Regions from separate parts of the Rattus norvegicus genome. Here region 2 is linked to region 1. Evidence: chromatin contacts called from public Hi-C data. All regions are on one chromosome and are shown on one strand. The core of a region is the stretch at or near the end of the contact, and the rest is flanking DNA. Distances in the headings are between cores, read along the strand shown. Region 1 holds the start of Prtfdc1 (phosphoribosyl transferase domain containing 1). Region 2 overlaps Rps8l1 (ribosomal protein S8 like 1).

What was found. Hi-C and Micro-C count contacts between places; a contact is called where the count stands out from the background.
Region 2: a Hi-C map of liver shows a contact between it and region 1, with 4 times the contacts expected there. The contact joins the enhancer-like site here to the promoter of Prtfdc1 in region 1. A contact is called at or near these places in 3 of 12 Hi-C or Micro-C datasets (the Rat2 cell line, liver and mammary epithelial cells) and 1 of 1 datasets of contacts at active chromatin or transcription factors (oligodendrocytes).

The regions. Positions count from the first base shown.
Region 1 is chr17:88,559,822-88,565,328 of GRCr8, forward strand. It overlaps Prtfdc1 (phosphoribosyl transferase domain containing 1), which reads right to left and starts at 2,957. Exons shown (of 9, transcript NM_001106127.1): 1 at 2,873-2,957. The coding sequence starts at 2,920.
Region 2 is chr17:88,662,542-88,668,048 of GRCr8, forward strand. Rps8l1 (ribosomal protein S8 like 1) reads right to left here. Exons shown (of 2, transcript XM_039096347.2): 2 at 5,042-5,507. The coding sequence ends at 5,099. Among named protein-coding and RNA genes, the nearest start is that of Thnsl1, 42 kb to the left of the region's middle. Within about 2 kb of position 2,655, at least 38 of the 93 cell types and tissues checked have an H3K27ac peak or open chromatin away from gene starts, as enhancers often do. A contact at or near this core is called in liver, where this site is marked.

The DNA.
Region 1 (5,507 bases), core at 1,707-4,206:
ATTTTTGTTTTACCCTACCCTTAAGGACTGGCTATTTTGCCTACATCCTTCTTGCCTCTGGCTTTCCTAACCCTTTCCTTTCTTCAGCACCTGAATTTCCTTCGAATTTTACTAAGTCTTATTGGAGAAATTAACATATGCAGAGGGTGTTTCTGTCATACACTGGTTATCGTCAACGTTAGGGGGCACTTGGGCAGTTCAGCAACTACTCACAGTGCCCAAGCCTCACTCTAGCTTCTTCTCTCCTTATTGACCTCTTGCTATGCCCATGGGTCCTTCATAAGGCCTCTGTAGACACAAATAGATAGGAATATTGTGTTTACAGTTTTTCTCATTTTAGGCTTTTTAGACTTTAGTAATCTAAGCATCCTATGAGTACATCTAGATTTATCTCCTTTTGATTTTTAATAATCTGTGGTGATGGGGATGGGTTTTATATGAGCTACACCTCAAGCTGGATTGTGCCACTTGACTTTGGAAGCATCTAGCATCTATGGTACAGTGGCACTCTAGATTTCACAATTTGAAAGGCGTTCCACATTGCCGTGGTACTGTAAGTAGACTGGCCACGAGGTGGCTATTTGAAAGGTGCTCCTCGAGTTGGGGATTTAGCTCAGTGGTAGAGCGCTTGCCTAGGAAGTGCAAGGCTCTGGGTTTGGTCCCCAGCTCCGAAAAAAAAAAAGAACCAAAAAAAAAAAAAAAAAAGAAGAAGAAGAAGAAAGGTGCTCCTCACTAATGGCCTCTGGTCATCCCCATCCGACTTGCTCTTCCGGCAACATCAGACACTCTTGACGATCTCATGACCCTGGCTAGTCCACTTCCGTCAAACTGTTCCCTAGACATCGACTCCTCTCCTGCTTGCTTTCTCCCATCCAGCGCTTCATTCTTGGTGGGCTTTGTGTCCACCATGTGCCTCTCACATCTGGGGGCGTTCCGGGCGTTTGTTCTTTTTTTTTTTTTTTTTTTTGGTTCTTTTTTTCGGAGCTGGGGTCCAAACCCAGGACCTTGCGCTTCCTAGGTAAGCGCTCTACCACTGAGCTAAATCCCCAGCCCCCCGGGCGTTTGTTCTTCACTCCTTCTTCTTCTTCTTTTTTTTTTTTGTTGTTGTTCTTTTTTTCCGGGAGCTGGGGACCGAACCCAGGGCCTTGCGCTTCCTAGGCAAGTGCTCTACCACTGAGCTAAATCCCCAACCCCGGGCGTTTGTTCTTAACAGTTGATTTTATTTCTCCCAGTTTATTTTATTCCATTCTTCATTTATCCCCCAAACTAACCTGACAATGGTTTTCCAAATCTACCTTAGTACATTCTGGAGTCGTTTCAAGTATGACTTTCAGGTTGCGAACCTTAAAGATGTCATTTGGGAGGCAGTTAGCTTAATGACTTCCTCTTTCATATTTTCTTTTTTTCTTTCTTTCTTTCTTTCTTTCTTTCTTTCTTTCTTTCTTTCTTTTTTTCCCAGAGCTGAGGTCCGAACCCGGGGCCTTGCGCTTGCTAGGCAAGCGCTCTACCACTGAGCTAAATCCCCAACCCCCATCTTTCATATTTTCACCCCCTCCCACCGGGTCTATCATACCCACAGCGACTGGAGTGTTTTTATTGTAAAAGCACAAATCAGAAACTGTGTTCTCCTCTCTGCCCTTGACATGTGTCTCTGTGCCATGGGTCCTCACATGGTTTACCTTCCGTTTCTGTTTCTGATCTTGGGTGAAATGTCACTGCAGACTCTTTGATCATATGGGTAAAGACACTGCTCCCCTCCCCTTTCCAGGAATGGCTGGCTGAACTATCCAGACTGTGTTTTCACAGGGCTTCCCTGTGCCCCTTCCCAGAATGCAAGTTCCAGGAAGAAGAGTTTATCTGGTTACCAGGTGTAGGAGCAGAACCTGGCACGGCAGACAAAAGGCATTCCTCCTTGAGGGAAGGAAGGTCCTGCTGTTTAATTGAGAGCTGAGCCCCACCTTTCAACCTGAACAGTTCTATTTAACTGAGAGGTGTTTCCTTCCCAACCCACTCATTCTAATTAAATCCATTCATTTCCATAAACAGATTAGCTGCGAATTACACGCTGAGCTCTGGAAAGAGGATCTTAATGGTAAATCAGCCCCGCCCACCACCTTCACACCTTTTCACCCCATCCTGGACTCACAACTACCATCCGCTAGAGTTTAATTTCAATATTGTGGGAGCTGGGAGCCCTCGGGCTGACACCTGAATGAACGATCCCTGAAGTTGAAGAGGTTTGGACCTGGCCCCACTTCCATCCTGACACACTACTGGGTTTTTCACACATCAAGTTTGTCTTCCGTCACAGACAAGGCATAGGACACTCTAGCTGCTGGCTTCGGCAGAGCCGCGCCCCAGATTCAGAGTTCCGATTGCATTCACTAGCGCTACTTTGCACCTTGGCTGCCCTGAAGAGTGAGTTCTCAGTGGCCGTTTTCAAAACAGAACTCAAAACTCACTGAAGTGAGGAGGCAGTGCTAAAAGGAAGGCCACTAGAGCTGCGTGCTGGGGATCTTCCTAAACCCCGGCTGGCAGGCTAGAGTCCTTGTGGATAGCAGAAGTGGGGACCCGGTAGGAGGCTGGCTTCCAGGCCAGGAACCCGCGGGGAGGGTGGGAAGGGAGGAGTTATTGGGAACTCTGGATGAAGGAGTGATTTTAGTAGGAGTTTCGTCAGACCGGGTGGAGAAGGGAGGCCTGGATGCGAGAAAACCAGCGGTCTCCGCCCGGAGGAGGAACAAAGCCTTGGCCGGTTCTCTCCCGAACGCTTGTCAGCTAAAGGGTTGGGGGGCGGGAGTGGAGGGGTGCCCCGAAGGGAGGAGAGGGGAGGGGAGAGAGCTAAGGGAGCCGGGAATCCGGAGTTCGCATTTACCACGACGCCTCGCCCGGAGTCTGGCGCCTTCTCACTGCTCCCGGCCATGTCTCTCGCTGGGAACGCCGGACGGACAGCGCCCGGAGGATGTGGGGGCGGGGGGGGGGGATGTGGCTGGGGCTGCCCCGCCCCCAGCCTGCGGGCGGGAAAGCTGGGGCTACAGTCGAGGCCCATTCCCGGGGCGGCGCGGGAGCAGCTGTGGAGCAGCGCCTGATGCACCTGAGCGCGCTCCGGGGAGCGTCCCTGGCGGCCCCCCGCCTGCCCCTTTGCCGGCTCCGCACCCCGCGGGGATATGGGTCAGGCCTGCGATTCGTTCTGGAGAGAAAGCCGTCCCTTGTTATTTTCCTTCTCAAAGCCCATCGCTGCAGCCCCCAGGCCAGCAATTTCCAAGACTCCTCCCTGCCAGATTTTAAATGCACATTTGTCCCCAGTCAATGCATTAAAGAGAGGCAGTGCAGCGCGTTCTGGGCTTTGGAAGTGGGCCGGAGTATCCCGGAGGACTTCAGATCTTGGCGCCCTGCCAGGAGTTGGAAAGCGCCACGAGCCGGCATTTCCTCCGACCAAATCCTGGTGATCCGATGAGCCCAGGGCAGGGACTTTTTACAAAATACTGTATCTGATTTACCATTTTACTCTAATTGTCCTAGGTTGTAGCTAAAGGCAATTGCTCTGCTCTGATTAGAAAGCCTTGTTTTATGAATCTGTTGTTAAACCAACCCCTAATCCCAGGTTTCTTCTAGCCCAGCGACCTGGTCCTTTGTTCTTTCCTCTAAGGTCCTGCTTTCTGTTTATAGTCCTTGGTCTCCCTCATCTTGCCAGAGCCTGCCCACGGCCCACTTTGGGTTTAATAAAGGGTATACATGGGTATAGTTCTTTTGACTCTGTCTTCTCCAAAAGATGTTTGCTAGGATAGAGTATAGCTCAATGATAGAGCATTTGCCTAGGATGTGAAAGGCCACGGGGGTTGTAAACACAGCAACACACACATACATGCATACGTACACGCGCGCACGCCTCAACACAATGGCTTCTTCACTCTTTGGCTAAGATCAAGTGCCAAAAAGATCTATTCGATTTTCGTTTTCTGGCACACATTGGCAAGAGGAATACCGATTGTGTTGCTTTGAAGGGAACAAGTTACCTATCAATTCATGTTGCCCTGAATTGGAATAATTGTGTAATAATATTGTACTTATTTTTGGTGGACCAGCCATGCTCAGCACTTTGGCTGTTAATGTTTAAGCAGCCGAACTGTGGAAGAAGAGGGGTACAAGGTGTGGGCTCCCTGACATTAGTCCCTGGGCTTGGTGCTGGCTGCATCAATGTGATGTTCTCTAGCACACAGGTAAATAGTTTCAGTCTACTGCCTCTCACCTGTTTTCCACTTCATTTCTTCAAAAAATGGGCCCAAACAAATATTCAAAAGCAATATTATTGAAAATTCCAGGAATTGATCTGGAGAGAGATGGCTCAGTGATCAAGAGTACTTCCGTCTCTTACAGAAGACCGGGGTTCAACTCTCAGCACTCAAGTGGTGGCTCACAACCACCTACGGTAACTCCAGTACCAGGGGATCTGATGCTCGCTTCTAACCTCTGTGGGTACAAGACAGGCAGGTGTTGCCTACATGTAGGCAAAGCACTTGTACATGAAATGAAATGACATAAATGAATCTTAAAAAGAAACTCCAGGAACTGAAAAGTACTGTTGTTATGGTAACAACTGAACTCTAGAGTGCAGGAAACATGTTAATGCGGTTCAGTGGCCACACTTTTCCCGATGGTTGGTACAGACCTAAGGTGGGGCTATGGGTGGTTCACAAACCCTGCTGGAAGATGCATCACGCGAGTATCCAACTGCTTCAATGTCAGACTCAGCCACAAAAGTCTCCCTGTGAAGTCATAGTAAGAATTATGGCGGCAGGGAACTTCAAAATATTTTTCAGGGCAGGGCACGCGTCTCAGCATGTGTTTAGGATGCTCGCTGGCTGAAAAATGGCAGGTAGACCTTTTTCAAAAGCCCATACGTTTAGACATAAACAACAATGAATTTCTGGAAAAAAGTATAGCTTGCTTGAAGGACAAGAAGACTCTTTTTGTTGGTGTTCTGTGTAAGCTCCATCCCCACAGTTGCAACAGCCAGGTATGCTCCGCCCCACAGTTGCCTGGCAACAGCCAGCTGTGCCTCGCACTATAAAAGGGGCTGCTTGTCCCCTCCTCACTCTCTTGCTCCTTGTTCTTGTCCTCTTGCTCTCTTCCCCTTTGTCTCTTCTCTCCCCATTCCCCTCCCCGCTTCCCTCCACGTGCTCATGGCCGGCCATTACTCCTCCCCTTTTTTACTCTTCTTCTCTCATTAAACCTTTCCACGTGGAACTATGTTGGCTTGTTGTGGTTTGTCCAGATGCAAGCCGAGATTTCTGCCCCAACACTTTTATGAATTCATGTTCTAGACCATTCTATAGACATAAACAACAATGAATTCAGTGAAAAAAATTAGCTTGCTTGAAGGACAACAAGAATCTCTTATAAATTCACGTTCTAGAACATTTTATATATAATACTGTAGGACATTTTATAAAGAATCATAAATAAACTTTAAAATAATAAGCTTGTATTTTTCCTGTTATATTTTGTAT
Region 2 (5,507 bases), core at 1,405-3,904, 100 kb after region 1:
GGATTAAAGATGTATATCACCATGGCCACCAGCTTCCCTAACTTCAGATCTATCTTTCCTCTTATTTTCCAGTCCCAAGAGCACAGGCTAATATGTCATTTGGATAAGAATTATCATTTTTGGCTTTTCTCTCAGAAAATCTGAATTGAGCCAGTTGGGTTCAATTGAGAGTTTTTTGGTTTTTTGTTTGTTTGTTTGTTTGTTTTTTATAGAGCTTAACTCTATACTAACTACTTCCATCCATGTCACTAGTTTCTGAAATTCTAGACAGAAACAACCTAAGGGAGGACATTTTTATTTTGGTTCATGTTTCGTACCGCCATGATGGGGGAAGATATGGTTTCAGGAGGGGCTGTGTCTGTAGAGGTAGGAGCTGGAGGTGGCCAATCACATGATTGGTGGGTCAATAAACCAAGAATCCATTATAGTCTGGAATAGGAATAGGTACAACCTTCCAAGGCAGACCTGTCTCTGTTGACTCTCTTCTGGTAGTCAGGTCTCAGAGCCTTCAAGAATCACACAAGCTGGGACCATGCCTTCAAAGCATGAGTGCAGGGGCACAAGGCATGTCTCAGCCATTCAAAGTGTGTGGTGCTCTTTCAGAGGACTTGAAATCAGGGTCTCATCATCCGTGTAGTATGGTTCACAAGCCCCTATAATTCCAACTCCAGAGGATCCAATGATTCTGGATCAGCCCTCACCCCCACCCCATTATAAATAAGCCCTTAAAAACTGGCATGAGCCTGGGGTTGGTGGATTTCAGATTCAAACCATAACCTTCATACTCAAAGGTTTCGATTTAAAAAAAAAAACTTACTTTAGTTTATATGTATGAATGTTTATGTGTTTGAATACATTTTCATTTTATAGTATGATGTCTGTGCATTGTGTGTGTGTGCCTAGTCAAAAGAATGAGTCAGGTTCTCTTGGAACTGGAATTACAGATGGTTTCCAGCTAGCATGTGGATACCGAGAAGGGAAACCCTGGTCATCTGCAAAAGCAACAAGTGTTCTAAACTGCCAAGCTGGCTCTTCAACCCAAAGCCAACGCTTTTAAAAGACGTATTTATACATTTGCATACAATTTTGTTTGTCTGTGACCGTTGTTGTTTTATTCCCTTTCATTAGAGGAAAAGTTGATATTAAATGCTCGTTGTAGTCCAACAGTGTATTCTTAAAGGTCACCCCTCTTTAATGGCTGACATAGCAATAGTGCTTTCTGTTTGGGTCCCTGCTTCTGCTTGTACACTCATAAGCCTTGAGGTATCTTTTCAGAGAACTTGCCTATACGACCCATGTGGCATGCAATGGTCACTGTAGCTCTCTTCCTACAGTGTCAGGCTTTCTTTCACTCTCTCCTATTATCAGAAACGTCGTCCTTTTTCTTTCCCAAGGGAGAAGCAGAATCACATTGTGGTTTTCTCTTTGGCTGGGCTCCATGCTACTCTCTAAATCGGGCTGCATAGGAGACTCGTGATAGCGTGAAGTCCTGCGACTTCCCCATTCTATTTCACCTCGGAGAAATAGCACAGTAATTCTCTGAGAGCTAAAGAAATAATAACAGAAATGCTTGTTCCAGATGGACCGATATTCCAGCTTGCAAGAAAAGTTTCTCCAAAATATCAGCTGCGAAGGGAAAGTATGTGTTTGAGAGACATGATCACAAGCCTTCGGAGTTTCCTTTCAACCAGTTAATCATTTACAGTGTTCAGTCGACGCAGGTCAACAAGAGTCACGGGAAGATAAGAGGGTGAAGAGCAACATTTACCTGGTCAAAGTCTAGCGATTCTCCCTGCCCCCTGTGGACGGTCTCACGGTCCCCACATCCTCCCCTCTGCTGGCTGAAGTTGGAGGGCGAGGGAAGCCCAATGGAGAAGGGTTTCGCTATTCATCTTAATGAGCTGAAGATAGAAATCTTGCTTCCATTCCTACTTTTTCCTGGGTTCAGGTGTTTTTAAATTTCGTTATTCCTACTTTGGTCATTTAATTTCTTTAGCTTTAAAAGTCTGCTGGTGGATAATGCCTGTCTCTATTCTCCTCATTATTTCCCACCCCGGCAACCCACTATCCTCCCTTTCCATGGAGCCTTTCGCTAGGCGAATTACAAGTGACTTATAAGGAACTGATGACATTGTGGAGACTCCTGGGCCCCTACTAAAATTCTAGATGCTCATTTGCATGTCTGCTGGGAGTTGCAACCATTCTACTTAAATTAAGTAAAAAACATCTTCCAAGGCAACATGCCCTCAGACATCGCATCTTACCTAGTTCCTCTACTTCCGGTCTTAGAAGGAACAGTAGCTCCAAGAGGGACCGCCCCCTCCAGGTCTTCCAAACACTCACACGTGCTTGCCTCCTCTGGGTAGTTATTTCTTGCTAATTCCACTTTACAGATGCCCCGATTATTTTTTTTTTTAAAATGCAAGTGCTTTTCTGTGCAGTAAGGAATAACATTTATGAGTTAATTAAAATTATTTCGGTCATTTATAATCACTGTGAAGTGAACTGTGCAGAATACAAATAAAACTTGCTAAAATGGTAACGGTTCTCTCTGCCTTGCAAAGCCTGCCAAGCAAAGGTTTCACCCTCACTCTCTAACCAGCCTGTTTTCCAAAGGGCTTGTGTTCGGCAGGCAGTGCATGCTGGGAGGTTGTCCTCTGCTCCCCTCCCCCAGCCACCCTGAGTTCCTATAATGGAGAGTGGTGCCTGGCGGGGCACTGTGCAGGGAAGCAGGGAAGGTGAGTGCCCTTTAGCTTCCCTACCCCTTCCATGCACTCTGCACCACACCGTTCCTGGCAGAGCACTTTCTTAGTAACCATCCTTTCTTCTCGCTGCTTACAATCTCCTTTATAGCCATTCACAGAAGGGGAAAAACCGCTTTTCTCCCTAAAAGTGGTTCATTCCGCTTTTTGATTATAAAATGAATATCTTAACATACAAAATTAAGAAAGATGAGGTAAGGTCAGCTCTTAGGAATATTTCTCTCAGGTTTTGAGCCTTTGCATTTTAAAAAAAAGATTATTTCATTTTATGTGTGTGAGTGCTCTGCCTAAAAGCATGTGTGCCTAGTCTTCAAGCAGACAGGTTCCGTGAACATGTGGGTGCTGCGAATTGAACCTGGCCGCTTTGGAAGAGCAGCCAGTGCTCCTGGAGATATGACTGAGCACTGAGATATTTACTTAAACAACAACAACAACAACAACAACAACAACAAAAAACCCACTAATTAAGATTAGCCAGCTATTGTGGTTAAGAGGGAGGAAGGTGTTAAGTTTGGGTCAGCTTGGAATAGATAGTAAGATCCTGTCTCGAAAACAAGAAGTGGGCTAGCTCAATTTGTTCATTAGTTTTCCAAAGTGCTAGTTTTCATTTAGAGTTAATTTTGAAAATTAATTATCATTGTGTGTATGTGTGTGCATGGATCCAGTGTCGCAGTATAACACGAGGAGAGCCGAGGAAGGCTTGGTTCTCGGCTACTGTTAGATCTGGGGATCGAACTCAGGTCATCAGGCTTGTGTGGTAGGTGCTTTTACCAGCTTAGCTGAAAAGTGCTTTCAGTTGCTGGCCCAGAGAGTCACTGGAATCATGGTTAGAATGCGATGCAAAATGGTTCCTCATAACACATCCATGCCAGAGATTACTGCTTCCTTGGGAGAGAGCATCTGGTCTCCTCCAGTAGTTAGTACCAAGTGGACACTTGTTCATATGCCTATGGGGCCTTTTGACAGATGATAACCCTGGAGATGTCTCCTTTGCACGAATTGAGGGGACTGGCTACATACGGCAGACACGACTTTGAAAGGCAACGGATCCTTTGCTTCATTAGCTTGTTTAACTACCCTTGAGTGTGACCAGAGCCAGGCAGCGGGTGAAGCAGGGGCTGCTGGCCTGTCCTCAAGTTGCCAGGCAGGTGAGAGCGTGGGGAAGGCAAGGATGTTTTCAGAGAGCACGTCTATAAGCTTCCTGACTTCTCTCTGCAAATGCAAGACAGGCCCTACTGTGTGTACAGATCCCACGTCCCTCACTGTCTAATGTGAACACACAGAGGCCCTTCCACGACTATCGAAGAGAAGAATCAATCTAAGAATTAAGCGGTCTCCAAAGACAGATGAAGTGAAACTTCTTCCACTCTGTAGACAAGCCGGATGATCTGCTGTGGAAGTTCAGGTCCCTGCCTCCCTCTAGCGGTTGACCCACACACTGGACCAGCAGGATGATTCTGCCCTGCACAGACCAGAAGCCAAGATCAGTGGTGTCCTTAAATGCCCTTTGGAAATAATAGGAGCTGTGTTTTTGAAAGTGTCCTCCTCACTTCACAGAAGTTTCTGTCTTAAGCGGGCCATCTGGGTCTGCTACTGCCACGAGACATCAGGCGGCATTTTCTCCTTCAGGGCAGCACCTCAACTTCTTTTTAAAAATGAATTCAGTAACCCACAGTAGGGTGTGTGTGTGTGTGTGTGTGTGTGTGTGTGTGTGTGTGTGTGTGTGATTTACATTTTTTTTTCACTAGGCTTTGCAACTTGTTATGTCCTGATTGACTTGTCTGTTGCTAACATGGGCCAAGCACAGAGTAAAACAGCAACGGAGTTGACAGTGCTCATGTAAACTGTGGGGGGACACACAGACACTGTCACACATGCGCACACACCCACACCCACACTAAAAAAATCGCTTTTGCTTTTCATAAATTTAAAAGTATTAGGAAAACAATAAAAACTCGAGGAGTTTTCAGACCTCACTAGCCAGCCAGATACTTGCCCAGGGCTATGTCCAAAGTCTGTGTGAGATTCCTTTCTCATAACTTAGCCAATTGACTCAGTTAGCCACAATACCATTTTATCTTTCTGTTGTCTTCTACTGAGCTCTTCATGTGTTTGAGATGTCTAGTCAGGTGAGGTAACTTGGACGGATGGAGAACACACCTACCTCCTCCCTAGCCTCCCTCCCACTTCCTTCCTGCCCACCTTTTTCCTCCCTACCTATACTTCCTTTCCACTTCCTTTCTTCCTTCCTATCTACCTATTTCCCTCCTGACTATTCCTTTCTTTTCTTTTCTTTTTTTAACAGCAAACACCTTTATTACACGAGTTATGACAGTTTATTTGCCTTTCCGGGCTTTGATCTTCCGCAGGTAGAACTCCAGCTCCTTGCCTTCGAGCACATAGCCATCTGCTCTGCCACACTGGCCTGGTCTTGAGGCAATACAGGCGAGAAGCTTGCCCTGCTGGAACTGCTCCTCCAGAAGACTGCTGATTTTGGCATTCTTTTTCCTTTCATCATATTTCTTCTGAATTTTCTTTGATCGTTTTTTGTTTAAAATCTCTTCCTCCTCAGGAGTCAGCTTGGCCCCCTTCTTGCGGCCCAGGGGCAGTGCATAGTGGGACTCGTACCACTGTCGGTACGGTGCGCTGTCAATAAGCACAAGGCAGTTCTTCACCGGGGTCTTGGTGCGGACGAGCTCGTTATTGGATGCATTGTAGACAACGTCAATGGTCCTTGTTTTGCAA